Linked DNA regions of Mus musculus: all the other regions are linked to region 2. Evidence: chromatin contacts called from public Hi-C data. All regions are on one chromosome and are shown on one strand. Each heading gives the region's core, a stretch centred on a gene start, on an enhancer-like site or on the middle of the called end of the contact. The rest is flanking DNA. Distances are from core to core; before and after follow the strand shown. Region 1 holds the start of Slc13a1 (solute carrier family 13 (sodium/sulfate symporters), member 1). Region 2 has its middle 66 kb from the start of Slc13a1. Region 3 overlaps Slc13a1 (solute carrier family 13 (sodium/sulfate symporters), member 1).

The links. A called contact is a pair of places that touch in the nucleus more often than the background predicts.
Region 1: a contact with region 2 is called in a Hi-C map of cerebellum, with 2.1 times the contacts expected there. The contact joins the promoter of Slc13a1 here to the enhancer-like site in region 2. A contact is called at or near these places in 3 of 484 Hi-C or Micro-C datasets (brain, cerebellum and nephron progenitors), 1 of 115 datasets of contacts at active chromatin or transcription factors (embryonic stem cells) and 1 of 9 other capture datasets (adipose tissue).
Region 3: a Hi-C map of cerebellar granule neurons shows a contact between it and region 2, with 2.3 times the contacts expected there. The contact joins two enhancer-like sites. A contact is called at or near these places in 7 of 484 Hi-C or Micro-C datasets (brain, cerebellar granule neurons, cerebellum and 2 more) and 1 of 115 datasets of contacts at active chromatin or transcription factors (pancreatic cancer cells).

The regions. Positions count from the first base shown.
Region 1 is chr6:24,166,651-24,170,768 of GRCm38.p6, forward strand. It overlaps Slc13a1 (solute carrier family 13 (sodium/sulfate symporters), member 1), which reads right to left and starts at 1,442. Exons shown (of 15, transcript NM_019481.2): 1 at 1,316-1,442. The coding sequence starts at 1,414.
Region 2 is chr6:24,231,754-24,235,481 of GRCm38.p6, forward strand. No RefSeq gene overlaps it. Among named protein-coding and RNA genes, the nearest start is that of Slc13a1, 66 kb to the left of the region's middle. Within about 2 kb of position 2,063, at least 2 of the 459 cell types and tissues checked have an H3K27ac peak or open chromatin away from gene starts, as enhancers often do. A contact at or near this core is called in cerebellar granule neurons and cerebellum, where this site is marked.
Region 3 is chr6:24,104,327-24,108,196 of GRCm38.p6, forward strand. It overlaps Slc13a1 (solute carrier family 13 (sodium/sulfate symporters), member 1), which reads right to left. Exons shown (of 15, transcript NM_019481.2): 8 at 3,818-3,870. Among named protein-coding and RNA genes, the nearest start is that of Slc13a1, 62 kb to the right of the region's middle. Within about 2 kb of position 1,560, at least 19 of the 459 cell types and tissues checked have an H3K27ac peak or open chromatin away from gene starts, as enhancers often do. A contact at or near this core is called in cerebellar granule neurons and cerebellum, where this site is marked.

The DNA of each region.
Region 1 (4,118 bases), core at 192-2,691, 66 kb before region 2:
GGTGGGAATCAAGTGCAGAAAGCTACAGTAAGATGAAATCTGGCTGAGCATTCTATTACTGCACGTGAATTTCCTTCAGGGATTTTCCAGTTAGGTGGCTAAGACTTCTGCGGGAAGCTAGGGTACCCAATGTACCGTAATTATTCTATTTTATTAATACAACAGTACTAATGGCTAAAGAGCATCAGCTGGGTTCTCTTCTACTGAGTGGAGGGACTGCACGCCTAGGGAGGGTAAGAATTCCCCTAGCTGTATAGGCAGCACATGAAGGGAGACTAGGAAAACCCCGCTCTGTTTGGTGAGTAATGACTCATCTAGTGCTCACAACAAGCCTGCCATGATCCCGCTCTTCTGAGAAAGCAGAAGTACAGGAAGGTTACGTAAGTTGCTCAGGTCACACAGCTTGCAAATGCTAACTATGGCATCTCAAGCAGGGAGCCTGTCTCTAGCACCTGTTCTGCTATCACCAGCTCACACTTCTACAGTCCTAATACAAAGGCGCTCACTGAGTGTTTGCTTGTTCAGACCACATCACCAAAACGTGGAAAATTCACTGAGCTTAATAGTCTGGGCTTAATAGACTGATTCTTTTCAAAAGGAAACTGAAAGATATTTGTAAGTATGCCAACATATGTACACGAAAATCTGAAGTGAGCAAAGCGATGACTTACTACATTTTCTGATTAACCTGGAACATAACTTCACAACTTTGATGTCTCTGTTCCAGAAGGAAATTAAATTTCTGGGAAGTTTTGTGGCTGACTCTAAGCCACAGAGCTGACAGCTCTGTAAGTATCTCTAGACCTTACTTTGCCAATTGTTCTGTCTAGGGCTGTGTAACCTGCAAGCCCTTGGGGCTCCTGCATCCTAGAATAACAATGACTACAACACAACATATTTGTAGCTGACAACAACATCATATCACAATGTCACAAAGCTGGGTATCCCTGCGAGTCCTTTATATAGAAATATATAATTGCTTATTCCTGGGGGAAGAGATCGTTACCCATGATGCTCCCTGGAGGCTGAGAACTTGAGAGATCTAAAGGGTTATGTTTCTTTTGTTCTTTCTTTCATCTAGTTGATAGGTGGAGAACAAATCTCATTGATTATTATGTCTAGTTATTCCACTTAATAATGACCAGATGAAAATAATACCAACCATTAAAAATGAAGAAAACAGGCAAGTACAATGTATAAACAAGCAGAAAGTATTACCATTCCTTCAACTTTGAGCCAGACCATGATCAACATCGAAGGACAACCCATGGCACAGCCCAAGCCATGTGCCTGTGTGTGCTCCAAGCTTGCTTACCTTGGTGCGGATGATGAGAGGGAGTGGCAAGAAAACCAAAATAGTGAAAACCACAAGGAGAAAGCGGCGATAGACCAAAGCATAATTGAGGAGCTTCATTGTCCTGAGCAGGTGCCTTCAACAGTATCCTCCTCACACTCAGGCAGATGTTAAATAACCAGCCTGGATTAATATTTCTCTACCTCACCATCTTTACTTACCGCCTCAGACAGACCAATGTTAGTTAAAATTAAATCTCAGTTTTATTGTTTTACTATCACAATTTAAAGAAAGAGATAAGCCCAAGAGTACTTAAGGACTCAAAGACCATTTGCTTATGTGATTTATAAAAAGTAATACAGATTCTCTCTCTTTCTCTCTCTCTCTCTCTCTCTCTCTCTCTCTCTCTCTCTCCTGTTCCTCCGTTTTCTCTTCCTTCCTTCCTTCCTTCCTTCCTTCCTTCCTTTCTTTCTTTCTTTCTTTCTTTCTTTCTTTCTCTCTCTCTCTTTTTCTTTCTTCCTCTCTTCCTCTCTTTCTCTTTCTATCTTTCTTTCTTGGTGCACAATAATTGGGCTATAGCCTTGAAAGACCAGGAGAAGGTAAGATCAGATCATGAATGAAATTAACTGACTTTGTTCACACTTAATCCCCTCTGCCCCTTTTGATGAACCCTGGCTTCTTCTAGCTGAAATTGTCAGCACTATTGTGATACCCCCAGTATTTCAGCACAGACTGTGTCCAGAGTCCTATCTAAGAAAGTATACTTCACTGTCTAAGGTGTAATAGCAGCTCCAAGTGCATGGATTTCAGTGCAGGGGAGTGGATAAAAGAGGATGTTTGATACTGATGGCTTTTCCTGGGGCTTCTTGGGTTGTGGACTTGAGTCAGCATTCTGAAAAATTGATGGCAATTTTTCCTTTTACTTTAAAAGCAAAGTACATTGTGTCTTTTAGAGATCTTAATACCTTTTCTTGGTAGGAAACAAAAAGTGAACCTTATATAAACATTCTCCTTTAGGAACTTTATGCATTTGAAATGATATTATTGTACTGATATTAGTTACATAATTATCAAGGGAATTGTACAGAGATAAATCAGGAAGGTCACTCGAGGGCTGTGTGTGCATGTGTGCTTGCATGAGAGCCATCATGTGTGTATGTAGGTAAAGATGAAAAATGTTACAATATAGAGAAGGTGTGGCTAGGGATTGTCTTGTGTGTTGTAAAATATGAATTGCCCACAAAAGCTCAAGTTAGCAACTTTGAACTCATCCTTAGGTGTTAACAAAGCACCCCACCAGAGCTCCTGAACTTTATAGTAAATTCCTCTTGACACAGACTTCACTATTATATAACATATGGTTATCATTTAGATGTGACTTCTAATTCCATATTAGTGTTGACTCTGCTTTATTTTTGTGCCAAGGAAAACTATTCCTTTCAATAATAGCCCCTGAGTTAGTGTGAATAAGTATTTTCCCCTTTAAAATGATAAATTTCCAGGCAACTTATACACAGTGATTCAGGAAAACAAGAGAGGTAAATAGAAAAGAGTTTCTGAATAATAATGGTTCATTACATAAAACAAATTCACAGATGAAAGAAAGGGTGATTGCCATCTGAATAACAATAGAAATATAATAATGACTACCCACAAAGCAGCAATAATAAAGACTATTAAGAAGAGATTAAAGGAACTGAGCTGCTCAGAATTATTCTTATTTTTCCCCAATAATACCCTGAATAGTTCATCACGTGCTCTTCCTTTTTTTCTAGTTTTTGAAGGAAACACTTTAGCTCTCGGATTTTCTTAGGCCGCCTGCTGTGACCATTTGAACTTCACTTTCTCATCTCGGAGGACATCACTTTGTGAAATGATATCAAAAAATGGAAAGGCATTTATGTGCCACTTAACAGAAGTGAAGACCTATGCATAGTGTCAGGTAGGTGACATGTCAGACAGAAGCCAAACAAGAGCACTTGATGCTTGCCCATGCCTCTGCTCTCTTATGGCGACCGTTTCTCCCCATAGGAAGGTCCTCAGGACCCTCATTCTGTGACCTGGAACTACAGCTGGACCTGTCTTCTGTGGGCGCCTGCACAAGAAGTTTCATCCCATAATTCCAAAATGCCCACCCTCAGCCACACAGCCATTCTCCTAACTTCAGCCATACTCTCTTGCTGTCAGAGAGAGAAGAGATCTGACAAAGTAATTAGGATTAGTAGGCGATAAATGTCACTCAGGACTCACCAGGGAATGAAACGCCAAGCTATTTGGAGCTTCTAGAGAACATACCTCAAGACACTCTGCAAATTGCACCCTGTTGTTAGCCAGTTTCAAGGCAAAGACAGGTTAGTTCACTGGGTCGAATTTTAACTTTCTTATGCAGAGAAACTAAACGTCTTGTGGCATGCTGTAGTTGCTTTAATGTATAATTGTGCTAGATATGAAATAAGTTGTAACAACAGGCGATTGTCAGTTAATTTAAAACTCATTTTGTTCAAATTTTTTTTTTAAAAATTACTAATGCTGTTGCCTTGCACACCATCTTCTACTGTGCACTAGGGATTTTACAGTCTCTACCCCATTTAATTTTCAAAACCTAATATAGTCCAGGCATGTAGCACAGCAACTTGAGATGCTCAAGCAGGAGGATTTTAAGTCAAGGACATTCTGAACTACAGAGTGAGCTTAAGACAATTTAGTGAGACCCTGTCTCAGTATTAAAAAACATAAAGAGGGTGGATAATAACTCAGCAGTAGAGTCCTTGCCTAACAATCATGGGTCTCCAGGCTCAGTCTCCAGTAACATGAACACACACAA
Region 2 (3,728 bases), core at 813-3,312:
GCAGGGAGAAATGCCATTTAGTGTTTAAGACTAGGTGTCCTGGTATAGACATGCCCTGTACATACCTTTCTCAATTCACCCCACTGAGAGGTTAGGGATATATGTTAGTCTCCTTCTGGGTGATGAGGTTCTTCTCACGGGCCTGGAGCTGACTATACCTATAGGATTGACAATACTCAGCTTCAAATTAAAAAAAAAAAGTAATATAGAGATGATCATTAAAGGGCACAAATGGCAGCAGCTCAAGATGGTGAGCTCTTTCTGCATTATTGGAGCAGAGTCCTACAAGGGGAATATGTGAAATAAAAGAAGAACAGAGATCTTGAGACTTATTTGTGGAGAGGGAAGAAGCTACTCCCTATATCTTCGCTTTATCGCAAAGCTTCTTGGAACAACACCTGTGTGTACGATCTGAAAAGCTGGTGGGTGGGCCAGCTGTTATCTTGCTTTTAAGGGGCAATTCTAAATCAGTCAAGTTTTCCTTGGACCTAGTTGTGTGAGAGAAGTCCTCAACAGCAAAATTCAGTAACAACATATCAAGAAGGGACAGTTAAGGCAGAGGAGCAGAAGGAACATGAGAGATGAGAGTGGAAATGAAGCTTCAACTTAGAGAACAAGCAAGAGTACAAGTAAAAGTGATGCACACTCTCTAAAGGTAAGGGGGGTTAACAATGACCTCCAGGGGACACTCTCTTATCAAGACTCTTCTGAGACTGTGAATCCAGGCAGCAGGCTTCCTTAGTGTGACCACAATCTGTTGATGTAGTGCCATGATGATTTAAGGTTTTTCATAGTTATTTATATTAACTCCTTTTGGAAAACTACAAGATGAATACAGCAAGAATCATTGTCCTGCTTTCACAGATGAATAGACAGTGAACCTCAATAGTTATACTGTCTGCTGTCATGAATTCCTAGAGTTGAAGGCAACCAAAGCATCACTTTTCACATGGTGCTGAAAACATAGAGGTCAGCAAGGAAACCAGACCCATTTAAATCAAGGTGAGAGGAAGGCCTGGAAATAACAGCAAAACAGCCTGGAGTGTGGCAAGATCAAGACCAAAAGCATTAAAAAAAAAGCATTAAAGTGGCATATTTTCATAAGTTATTCCAATTGCTATTATATTCATTTAATGCACTTATTACTTGAACCACATGGAACATAGACAGACAGACAGACAGATAGACAGACAGATAGATAGATAGATGATAGATATTCCACAGTTGTAACTATCTGGATATATAAAACATGTGTCTGGGATTGTTATTCTGCAGGATTTGGGATGCAACTTCAAGGAGGTGTGAACCGAAATGTAGAGCGTAAGGTAATGCTATGTGTTTTTGAGGCTCTAGACAATTGGTTAAGAGCATCAATGGTACAGGAGAAGAATCAGGATGACTAAGTTAGGGGAACTTGGGAGACATAGCACCCAAGTCCAAAGAGATCTGGTGTCCTTAAATGTACTTCCTTTTACTCCTGGAGTTCTATTCTCCTTCGCTGGATTCTGAGCAGTATTTGTTGGTGACTCAAGTTATTCCCACCTCTGTAGGATGAAGACTGAGATATAAAAAGTGGTGCCGATTATAATTCAAGGATTATTTCTTTCAGACCATAATATTAATAATAATAATAATAATAATAATAATAATAATATATTTGCCTATTAAAGAAGGGTGCTTATATATATTGTCTTTAAAAGCTGATAGACATTTATAGGCTTTAGATATCTATGCTGTGAAAGCAGATGGTTTCAACTGACCATTACCTAATCTCCCCAAAGCAGTTTCCTAGGGATGAAAATTTTCCTGTGATGGACAAAGAAGAAATCAATACACTAAAACCCAGTAAAGTACATCTTCTTCCTGGGCAATACTAAAAGTTATCCAGAGAATACTCCATGAGCAAAGGAGGTGGGGACTCCATCAGCATCTAACCTGAGGTCGTATGAATCTGGACACTGGAAGGCTTAGTCCTCTGTCTTCTCTCTTGGTGTTTATGGGTACCTATTTTCTTCCCCAGAAATGACACTCTGAGAGACAGAAGGCAGGTTTCCTGCTCACCATCTGGTCTCCCTCCAGTGCTCAGAGACATAAGGCCTTCTGGCTCCCAAGCCTGTCCTCTGGTGGCCTTTAGGTGCTGGAATTCCTCCATGGAGGCTGAACTTCAAGAGCCCAGACACTTCGTCTGAGAGACAGAGGTCACCTCTCTCATTCTTATCAGTGCCCTGAGTCTTCACTCCACCAGGGCCATGCCAGATTCTCTTGTCACCCCTCAATCACTCTGTAAGTGCTTTTGAGTCCCCAACATTTGGGATTTTTCTAACAAATGGAATAGAATGGAACTGAAGAGTGGTCTTTCCTTTTGTCATTTTGCCCAAAAGGTTTCCCCTCTAAAGAGCTAAGTTGAATCTCCGGGGATTTTGACCTGGCTAACAGGAAACCATCTATACCCAACCACATAGAATGGAGCCTGGGGTCCCTTTCCCTACAAAGAGGTTACTGTCAGCCCAGCCACACTTTTTACTCTCACGAAAGGTGTTGGTAGACATTGTGGAGTTGGTGGAGGTGAGCTGGGCTCAGTGAGTCCTCCCTGACTGGCTAGGCAGTAGGCACTCAAATAGGGCTCAAGAGGCTGGCTTTGCTCCCTTCTCCTGGCATCTAGCAGGCACCTCAATGTCCAGCATCTTCTCTGCCTTTCCCTGGAGGGGATTTACTTGTGGGGACTCCCATTACACTCCCTGTGCTACACCTTAAGGCTGGTCTGATTTATAGACACTCTACGCTTGAATCGTATGAATGCTAAAGACTACAAGAGTGGTGCAGAGAGGCTCCAGTATTTGTTAGCAAGAGACAGCAGGATCCTCTTGGCTCTTTCTGCAACACTGTTTTGGGTTGTTTTGTTTTGTTTTGTTTTTTAGCAAGACTCCTCCCTCCAGCTGAACAGAGGCCTAAGCATCATTGAGTTTGATGAGTTCTTGTCTCTATTCTGTCAGATGGAACAAAAGTAATCCTTTTGTATTATTTGACCTGGAGGATACCATTCAGCTTAAAGGGCTGAAGGCTTGTTGGAGCATCCTACTCACATCCTGGCTTAGTTGTTCTGCATCAGTCCACCACTGGCTCGCTGGACAGAATCACTTTGCTGTATCCAGGCTGTGAGTAGGCTGGAGATCCAGGAGCAGAGCTGAGGTGGTCAGGATTTGCTCTTCACTCCAATGCTTTGACTCACTTTTAAGCCCTTCCACCTGAACCCCTGGCTTCCATGCCGTGAGGAGCAGCTGTCCTTCTTTTTCTGGTTGGTTTCATAGCAGTTCAAGGGGTCCTCTATATGCACTGCTACCCAGCCCCTTGATGGTACCTTTACAACTTCACAGTTGTAACTATTTGTGTTTCCTTTATTTAACAAATGTGGATCTCTTCTTTCCTATTCTAGCTCCCTTGCTAGAAGTGTAGATCCAGATTCAATTCATGTTGAAATTCCACCATGAGATTTTTCTGTTCCATTTGACTGTTGGTGATGGGATGTAGTTTATGGAAGTACAAATATTTAGTGAAGTGGCTGAAACTACATCTTGATCTCCTTTTACAGTGGTAGTCACTGTCCTTGACTGTCCTGGTTTAGGACCTCTGAGAAAAGCAGTTGCCATGGCCAGCTGCTAACCTGGTGTTTCCAGCTCTGAACATAGGGAAAGGTAGCAGTCAGCATTAATGACATTCAATGTGTCATT
Region 3 (3,870 bases), core at 310-2,809, 130 kb before region 2:
CCATGATGTCTTCTCCTTATCTCTTCCTTTTAAAGATCATTCGCACCCCTCATACATTTCCACCCCCCACTCATCCTGATCACTCTCTATGCAATGGTAACTATAAATATGTAGGAATACTTGATATCTATATTGCCTTAAAAGTATATTTCTTGTTCATCTTGGTCTCTTATTTCTGTGCATAAGGAAGTTTCATCCCATTAGGCAGAAATGGAGGGCAGGGACAGGACAGTAAACAGATAATCTTTTGGGCTCAGTGTCTTAACATAAGCACTATACTCACCCACTCCATAACACCTCTGGCAAATCTGAGACACTTATTTTTGTCAGATCTGTCAACTCTCACAAATATGTTAAAGAGGTGACACCAGGCCATAAAATTATTGAAGTTAGACTCCAAACTAAGCTACTCAAAGGGGAAAAAAAAACTGGAGTCCGTTGTTTTCCTGAGAGATTCACCCGCCCTAAAAGCAGAGTCCTTAGACAAGTCCTGTTTACTCAGTAGTAAATATCACTCCTCTTCTGCCTTTAGCTGCTTGGTTCTACAGCCCCTTTTCACTGTTATTGTTTTATTTTCCTGGTCTAAGGTCTTCCAAATTTTGAAAAATTTTTGTGGGACATTACTGTAGATGCAGATTTTTTTTTAAATCCCTCTGGAGGAAGAATCAAGTGGGAAAATTGATGCTTAAGGTTTGCCTCTTGGAATGATTGTGAGTAGGTTAGCTGGGTCCTCCTGAGTGAGCAGTCATGGTGGGAACAGTCTCCTAGTCTCCTGTAAGCTTATTGTTTTGGAGAGAGAGAGAGAGAGAGAGAGAGAGAGAGAGAGAGAGAGAATGGGAAAAGGAGTTAGCACTAACCAACATAGATAGTTTGTGCTCGGTCATCGTATCTTCATGTAATTTTGCTGCAAAGCATTGTTCCATACTTCCTTTTAAAGGAGCTAAATTTCCTTGATTCTTTTTGTTGTTTGGTTGGTCTGGAACAGGGTCTCTTTATATAGTTGCTATATAGACCAGGCTGACTTCAAACTCACCAAGATCTGCTTGTCTGTGCTTCCCAAGGGCTAAGGGAGTAAGGTATGTGGCACCATGACTAGGTAAACAGAGTTTCTGTAATTCCTAAGCCTTTCATTTTAGACATTCCTGATCATCCTCATGCAAACATGATCACCTCTGTAACTAGTTAGATATTGTTTCCCTTATGACTAGGACTAATTAAATCTTTGTTTTTATTAAGTTTCTGGATATTGGCAATCTCAAATTTTTATCCCTAATCCCAACATAAATACATAATCCAAGAAACAAGTCTGAGGACTACCGTGAGAAAACTATCTGTGAAAAGAGAAAACAATAGACAAAGATAAAAACTTTTCCTTTTCTACCCTCTAAGCAGCTGCAAGTGCGCTTTCTCTCTCTGGCTGCAGACAGTAACCGGATCAAGCTGAATTTGCTTGCCTGCAAATGAAGGATAATCTTCAACAAAGGAACCGATGGAGCATATAAGACTGTGTGTCAACCTCCTTTCCATTGTAATAAACGCAGAGGTCTGATGGATGAGCTCCTGGTATGTTGGGGCTGTTTATAATGAGCGAGTTAGCTGTGCTAACAGCCAGAACACTAATCAGAATGTATGGTAGCCTGCCAGGGGAGTGGCAGCTAATTTCTGTTTGTCAGTCTAAAGCCTTTAGAGGGACACACCTTGGCAAACTGAAAAGAACTCTGAAAAATTGGTTGGAACATGAAACTGCCATGTCTAACCAGGAATGGACAACAAGAGGACTGTTGAAAGACAACACTGACCTTATTGTAATATGCCTGCCCCATATTAAAATAATAGTGGGGGTTGCATATGTATTTGTTTAAAGTCATTAAAAGCATCAACAAAGAACGAAAACAGCAGGGGTTTAGTCACTAGACAGTGTGCCTGTGTCCACTGGTTCAGGATTCTTCTCCTTTGTGCTCCCAGCCTTGCTACCTGTACAACTGAACCAGTCCCGGAAAGGTTGGATTCCCTGGGAGGGGCACTTTGTATGCAGCTGGCCTGTCACACTGAAGGCCACCTGCTGAAGTCAGTGACATTCCACACATTTGCTTCAGCGGGAAGACTGCCACATGCTGCTCCCACAATCTGGATAGAATGTTTTTTAAAACCATCAGTACTATCTTCCAACTACTAGCACAATTGGGCAGTTAGAGAGGAAAAAGATAAGATGAAAAAATAGAGAGGGGGGAAATGTCAGTCATTACCTTGCTAGACCTGGAAACTATGGTCACAGATAAAACACCACCCCCTACTGTACTGTGTCATTTTTTTCAAAAGAAGTCCGAGTAGCTGAGAGTTCACCTTCACTGTCTTAGAGAACAGTGTGCTGCTTGATTCATAGGTTCTTGGAATTATTAAAATTAAACTATAGAAGTGAATTTTAAATATTTTATTAGTCAGAAAATAATTTTCATTTGTGATATATATGTATATATCCTAATTATATGTGATGTAAAATTCCTAATGGAGAATTAAATAAGTTGAAAGTACAGGCTGCATTTTAGATTTTCTTGATTAGCCCTTGGTGGGCTCTATGGTGGCTGTATTCTCAGTTATACAACCACTGAATGCTTATCAAACTACCAGCTTCAATCTTAGAAAAGCAGGGGATTCACTTAGTATACAGAATTTGACATTTTAGTGCCATCAGTGGTTCTTTACTTTCCAGTATATCCTTACTTTGGCTGCTGCAGTTCAGTTTGGACTCTTGGGTGTTGACATCATAATGCTAGAAGTGATCTTACCAAACTGATGAATAAATCCTCTTGTTTACAGTAGAAGATACTAAGACTAATCATGGGCAGGACTTGAAGAGATTACTCATCTGCCCTGGGGTTACTTCTCCTGGTGCTTGAATAATAATGGCTCCCATAGATTTATATCTTTGAATACTTAGTTGCCAGTGAGTGGAACTCTTTGAAAGGATTAGAAGGATTAGTAGTTTAGCCTTTTTAGAGAAAATGTGTCATTAGGGGTGGACTTCAAGATATCAAAAGCCCATGCCAGACCCAATCTCTCTATGTATCTCTGTCTGTCTGTCTCTGTCTGTCTCTGTCTCTCTCTCTCCAGATCAGAATGTACCACTCAGCTACTTCTCCATCACCATGCGTGCTGTCATGCTCTCTACCATGTTGATAAAGGACTAAACTTTGAAACTGTAAGCAAGCCCTCAATTAAATGCTTGTTTCAATAATAGTTGGCCTTGGTCATGCTGTCTCTTCACAGCAATAGAACAACAGTAAAGCCATCTCTCTTCTCCCAATTATTAGTTCAACGTCTTTCAACAGAGAAACTTTTCAGATCTCTATTTTACTTTATAGTTTGAAGATGTTATTAAGTTTGAAGTTCACATGAAACAGGGAAACCCTGCATGTTAACAATTGAAAGTAACTTGATAATCCAAGAACATTCATCCTAAGAGGCACAGCAACATGGATTCTCACAACTCTACCGTGATAGTTGGATTGGGACCATGACATCACCAGTTTCTTATGCCTTTCTGAGCAGTTACTATATCACTGGTTTAAGACTTAAAGGGCATCTATTTAGACCTGTACTTTATAGATTCCACCAATGCCAATGTTATTTACATTATTCCAGTCTATCCTAAAAATGTGTTCAGGCATGCTAATTTTCTGAATGCAAAAAAAAAAATGTGGAAACACAGCGCGTGTAGCATAGAGGAGAATTCAGGTATTCTCTCTATCTAGATATAGAGGTGAAAGCACCGTGCAGATAGATGCCTTGATCACATTAAAATAAAATGTCTACTTACTCGAATCCTAGGTAGAGCCACTGGAGCCAAATCCAAGACAAAAGTAGAAGAAT